Linked DNA regions of Mus musculus: region 1 is linked to region 2. The links are chromatin contacts, called in public HiCAR-type maps. All regions are on one chromosome and are shown on one strand. Each heading gives the region's core, a stretch centred on a gene start, on an enhancer-like site or on the middle of the called end of the contact. The rest is flanking DNA. Distances are from core to core; before and after follow the strand shown. Region 1 holds the start of Phf20l1 (PHD finger protein 20-like 1). Region 2 holds the start of 1700010G06Rik (a long non-coding RNA gene).

Region 1 (2,700 bases), core at 162-2,661, 2.3 Mb after region 2:
AATATTTTCATCCCATCTAATGAAGGGTTGACACTTCTTCATTAAATTTAGATTAGACTCTGAAACAAATGATCCTGATTTATAAATATATGTTTTTTATTTGACAACATTATACATTTTATTGTTTAAATCAAGTGTTGTTTTAAATTGCATGTTTGTTTTAGGTGATCCATAATTCCTACAGTCATCCTAGTGTATCAAGGACTTCTACTGCTAAAACAGTAATTATTGCAAACATTGTAAATCACAGTACTGGGGGACAAAAATATTTTAGAACTGTCTTCTTGCATTGGCATTTTCTTGTGTGTGTGATCTTACTTGTATTCTAATTTTACAGCAAATTAAATAACCGTACATAATATTTTAAAAGTGGAAAGTATAATTCTGCCTGTGACAGAAAAAAGATTCTAGAAATAATAGAAATATTAATTGTATTGGACCAATGAGAACCACAGAGGATTAAAAAGAAGAACATAAAGACAAATATCATCTCAGAACTGTCTTATTCGCATTGTTTGTAGCATCACTAAGCTCAGTATAACTCTGCAACTATTAGATATATATTTCTTGAATGAATGTCTTTTGAATAAAAGGATGATTATGAAGATTTTCTCAATTTACCAAATCTCTTGAAAGTCAGAGAAAACATTTCTATTTTCACTGTACACGATGAAGCAAGATAAATATAAGTGTCATTTGTATGCAGTGATGCACTTTTAAAACGTGGGAGGCAGAGTGATGGAGTGGGGAAAAAAATAGATGTTTTCTCTCAGTAGCACTTTGAATGATAACTTGTAGATCTTCTCAAAGTTGGGATAGGGATTCTCCTGCTTAATATAGACTTTGGTACATGGTAGGTGTTCAACAGAGGTAGTCCTATACTATTAATTGTGAAGACTTGTTCTATTAGTACCCTAAACTTCTTAGGAATTTTTAAAGATTCTTAAGAATCTTTTATTTGTTTTATAAAGATTTCTGAATTTGGAAAGTAGTATAAGTGTGCAGTTTTGATTGTCATGTGATATATTTATAGCAGAGTGTCGTGACAAAGTATCCATTCAAAAGAGACAATTCTGATTTTGTAATACAGATCATTGTGTCTGTCCTTAACGTGGGATAGAACAGACACGGTGAAAAGTGTGTGGTGCATTGACAAGTTTGCCCAATGTGTCAAGTAGTGGGATTTGTTAGAAACCAGCAACAATCACAAAAGGCCACCATCCTCTTGACCCCACCAAGGGGAATCTAGAGCCCAGGTCTTTTCTATGTGTAAGTAGCCCAGCCTGGCCGAAGCCCCACCCCCAGAATAGTCCTCCAATCGGCTGCGCCGCGCCAGCCCGGCCCTCGCGTACCACGTGACTCAACCCAGCCCGCTTCCGGCGCGTCGCGGGCGGCTGACGTCCCCGGCCGGCGTCGCGTCAGGGCTGGCCGGCGGCGGTGGTGGCTGCGGAGGCGGCAGCGGCGGCAGCGACGGCGGCTGCGATGGTAGCGGAGCCGGAGTGGGCTTGAGGGCTTCCTCCCGCGTTTCCTCGGGCCGACGCGGCGCCGCGGGCCCGGCTCACTCGGCTCCCGCTCCCTCCCTTGCTGCTGCCCGGGCAGACTCGAACGAGGCCCGCGCTGGCCTCCCTGACGCGCCCCGGCTCGGCCCCGGACGGCCCGGCTGCTGTGCGGAGACGAGGCCGAGTCGGTAAGAGGCGGCGGAGGGGCCTGGAAGCTGCCGGGTCCCCGGGCTGCGCTCGCGCCCGCGTTGCTCTCGGCCGGCGTCCCGCTCCCTGCCATCCGCTGACCCTATTGTCTGCGCGCCGCCGCGCTACCCCCGCCTTCCTTCCCTTGCCGGGCCGGCGGCTGTCAACCTGCAGCTCCCGGGCTCCGGGCCAGCCGCGCCGCGGCCTTTCCTGGCTCCCCTTGACACCCCTGCGAGCCCGCCTCGTCCCCTCTGCTTAGCTTCGCGGTCTTTCCCTCACCGCTCTCTAGCTCTGTGTGTCTGTCTCTTTCCTCTCACTGTCATCTCTGCAAACTTCCACCATCCTTACAACGAACTCTTTTTTACCGCTTTCTGGTCTTTTTTCATTTCTCTTTTTGTTTCCTTCTCCCCTTTCTCGCTCCCTGTTCCACAGTTTCACTTTAAGGGTCTGTCCAATAGATTGTCTTTCGTAAAAGTTCCTAATTCTGCCGCCTCCCTCATTCTCCTGTCTCCTCACAAGAGAATGGAAATCGTCCCTGCCTTTTGAGGTCCTCATTCCTGAGAGTCACGGGGGATTAGATTTACAGGCTGGAAGTTTGATCTTAGGAAATGTTAGCATAACTGGCAAACTGCCTCTTCGGATTCTATTTCTGTACATTGAAGTAACAGCCTTGTATGTTGCACACTTACAAGATTTCTATTTAAAATATTTATGTTTGTTCCCATTACACCTAGTGTGTCCTGGCTATGAATCTTAACCTCACTGATGCCATGTCAGGATATTCTATATCCCCTTAGGCACGACCTTGTAAACTTGATCCCCCATATTTTTGTAACAAGCGTTGATGCTATTTCTTTTCTTCCCTTTTCAGATTAAAAAAAAAAAAAAAAAACAGGAAGGGACATTTGGAATTCTGTTTGCTCTTAAGTTTTACCTGTTTTAAACAGTGGCTAAAACATTATAAGATTTTTCGTTTGTGTGGGGATTTTTCATTTGTGTGGTGTTTATTTTTTTT
Region 2 (2,700 bases), core at 177-2,676:
CCGAGCGCACGCAAGGGGCGGCGGGGCGGGGCGGGGCGGGGCGCGACGGGGAGGGGCGGGGCTGGGCGGAACGGACCGCTCCGGTGGCGCTGACAAGCGGCGAGGCTCGACCGACTGGGGCGCTCGCTCCCGCGGAGCGGCGGGCGGCGCGCCCGCGCCAGTCACGGGGACAAACACGGAAGTGCTCTGCGCACGCGCCCCGCACGCCCCGCCCGCCCCTCTCTCTCCACTTACCCCCCCCCCCCGCCGCCCGGCCCTCGCGCGGCCCCCACCTCGCAGCCGCCGGCGCTGGTGCTCGTGCCCGTGGGGCTCCGGAACCGCGCCCCACGCACACACACACACACCCGGCCGCCCCCGGAGCGGTTACTTCAGCGAGCTGGTTACGCGAGCGTTTTTGCAAGAGAGGGACCAAAAAAAAAAAAAAAAAAAAAGTTGTTCGTGTTCTTTTTTAGTCCCGAGTGGGTGCAGGAAGCGAGGCCCGGAAAGCCGTCTCCCTTCTGCGCGGACCGAGGGATGGGGGCGCAGCCCTGCTGCCCTCTGAACGCCAATGCTGTGCCTTGTGCAGAGACAGGAAGGGTTGTTTTAAAATACTTTCATCTGTCCAGATGTATTTGGTTTTTTTTTTTTCTTCCCCTACCCCAGAGGACCGCCGAGCATCCGGAGATGCAAAAAGTATTTCTCAGGTGCAAATGCTCTTCACTGCTAAGCAGGAACTGACTTTCTTCTGAGAAAAGTACCAATTCAGCCCCAGCAAGATGTCTACTGTTGTTAGTCCAACATACCCATCTAATTTCTCACCACCGACTGGAAGATTTTGAGAATGGTATCAACAAAACCCACCTAGTCCTTGGGATTGGCCTCCAGGAGCCCTTGAAAGCGTATGACTGGCCTCCATTAAAGCCTGCTTTGGAAGGCAAGCCCTGTGGCCCACTCAGACCTGCCTGCATACCGTCCGATATAGCTAGCTAGAGGTTGTGTTCGCTGGCCTTTCTGGCCGCGTGTGGGTCGTGTGGCTCAGGGACCCACGGAGAGGGCTTGTCTTGAGTGAGGACCGGCAGGGAGGGAGGAGAAGACTGCATGTCAAGAGGAAAAGGTTCGCCTCACAAGCTGACAAATTCTGAGATGAGTGATGTCGGCAAGGGCCACATTCCTGCTGTCTTGGAATTTGCTTTGCAGCAGAGGACCAGACAAATAGGCAATACAGAGGAGGAGTAGGAGAAAATGACAGAGCCATACATAAACCATGGTCAGAGAAGGCTCAGTCAAAGTGTGCAGAATAGAATGGATACACCACTCGATACCCTGTTGGCTGGGAATCTTGGACCCCTAACTGCCTCCCATGAAAGTAGAAGACAGGGACCCTCATGGAGGAGGCTGAGTTCATGGATGAGGACTTGCTCTCTGCATAGGAAAAAATGGGTTAAAATGTGTGCTGTTTCTCTTCCTGGCTTGACCGAATTGGGTGTGCACTGTGCCTCCACTGCGGTTCCTACCAGTGCTCTCCAAGGCAGGGAAGTGTCTCCGCCTACTACAGGAAGAACTTGCTAAGGGAATGAGCATAAAGAAACACATCCCTGGCAAACTGACCTTTTAAAAAAAACTAGTGAATAAAGAGGTTAAACATAAACAAGAGTACTTTCTCTCCTCAGTACTTTAAAAGTTTGGTTTGGGAGACATGGAGGGTTTAGCTCTCAGGGAGAAAATAAGGCAGGAGGAGACTGGCAGCTGACCACCCCACAAGGGCAGGCTCACTGGTTGCCAGGGCTGCAAGATGTAGCATTTGGAGAATGAACATTCCAGAAGAGAATCCTAGCTCATTTCTCACAGCATCTGGAAAATTCTGTAAGTTGGAACAAATATGACCCTCACTAGCTTGGCCTAATTAAGCTCCCTGCGCCTCAGAAATCCCATGCTCCCCTATAAAGTACTGAGAGCAAATCAGCGAGAAAAATCAGTGAGCACTGGGGCTTCCCTCTGAAAGGATTTGTCTTCCTCAGGGCTGTGAGCCAGTCTGGTCCCACCCCCCACACCCCAGTTGTCATCTAGTACCTGCCCTGTCTACTGAGCTGGCAGCACTCCTCTGTGTGTGTGACATAAACAGTAAAAATGAACTGTTGTTCAGAGCCTAGACTTAGCTAATAAGTGTGTCTGTTCCCAGAGACCCTGAATTCCACAGCTTTCTCTCCTAATTCAGATACCTTGGGTTTGGGTGGCATGAGTTTATCAAATAAGAGGGTAAGGCGTGTCAAAAATGACCACCACACAGAGCCCTCCCAGCTCCAGCCGGTTTGCTCCCACACCTGGCTCTGCAGATGAACGAGTCAAGATTATTCCAAGCTCAGCAGTGGTAAACAGCCAGGGATTTCTTTCTGAATTCACCGGAGAGCCCAAACTGCCGCCACCAATTGCTGTTTCAGTTTCCTCCGAAGATTATGTTATGTATCTGCCCCTCCCCTGCCTCCTCCAGCCAAGAGGGGACTATATGAACAATGAGATATTGTGCTCTGGTAAGCATATACCTCCTTAGACTGGTCTGCAATTAGAATTTCAAAGCTTCGCACCTCAACCCACCATCTCTGGGGTTCATGGACCATAATCCTCTTTAAATTTGAAACCATGCCCTGGTGCAAAACCATCTGCACCTCCCTTTTTCTCAAATACCCCGAACGCCATTCCTGGATATCTAAAAGCAAATAGAGT

The links. HiCAR-type assays count read pairs that join an accessible place to other places.
Region 1: a contact with region 2 is called in a HiCAR-type map of astrocytes, with 4 times the contacts expected there. The contact joins the promoter of Phf20l1 here to the promoter of 1700010G06Rik in region 2. A contact is called at or near these places in 1 of 39 promoter capture datasets (pre-B cells) and 1 of 115 datasets of contacts at active chromatin or transcription factors (astrocytes).

The regions. Positions count from the first base shown.
Region 1 is chr15:66,576,161-66,578,860 of GRCm38.p6, forward strand. It overlaps Phf20l1 (PHD finger protein 20-like 1), which reads left to right and starts at 1,412. Exons shown (of 21, transcript NM_001081409.1): 1 at 1,412-1,687.
Region 2 is chr15:64,312,692-64,315,391 of GRCm38.p6, forward strand. It overlaps 1700010G06Rik (a long non-coding RNA gene), which reads left to right and starts at 1,427. Exons shown (of 2, transcript XR_003951590.1): 1 at 1,427-1,842; 2 at 2,267-2,700. All of the region lies in intron 2 of Asap1 (ArfGAP with SH3 domain, ankyrin repeat and PH domain1), which reads right to left.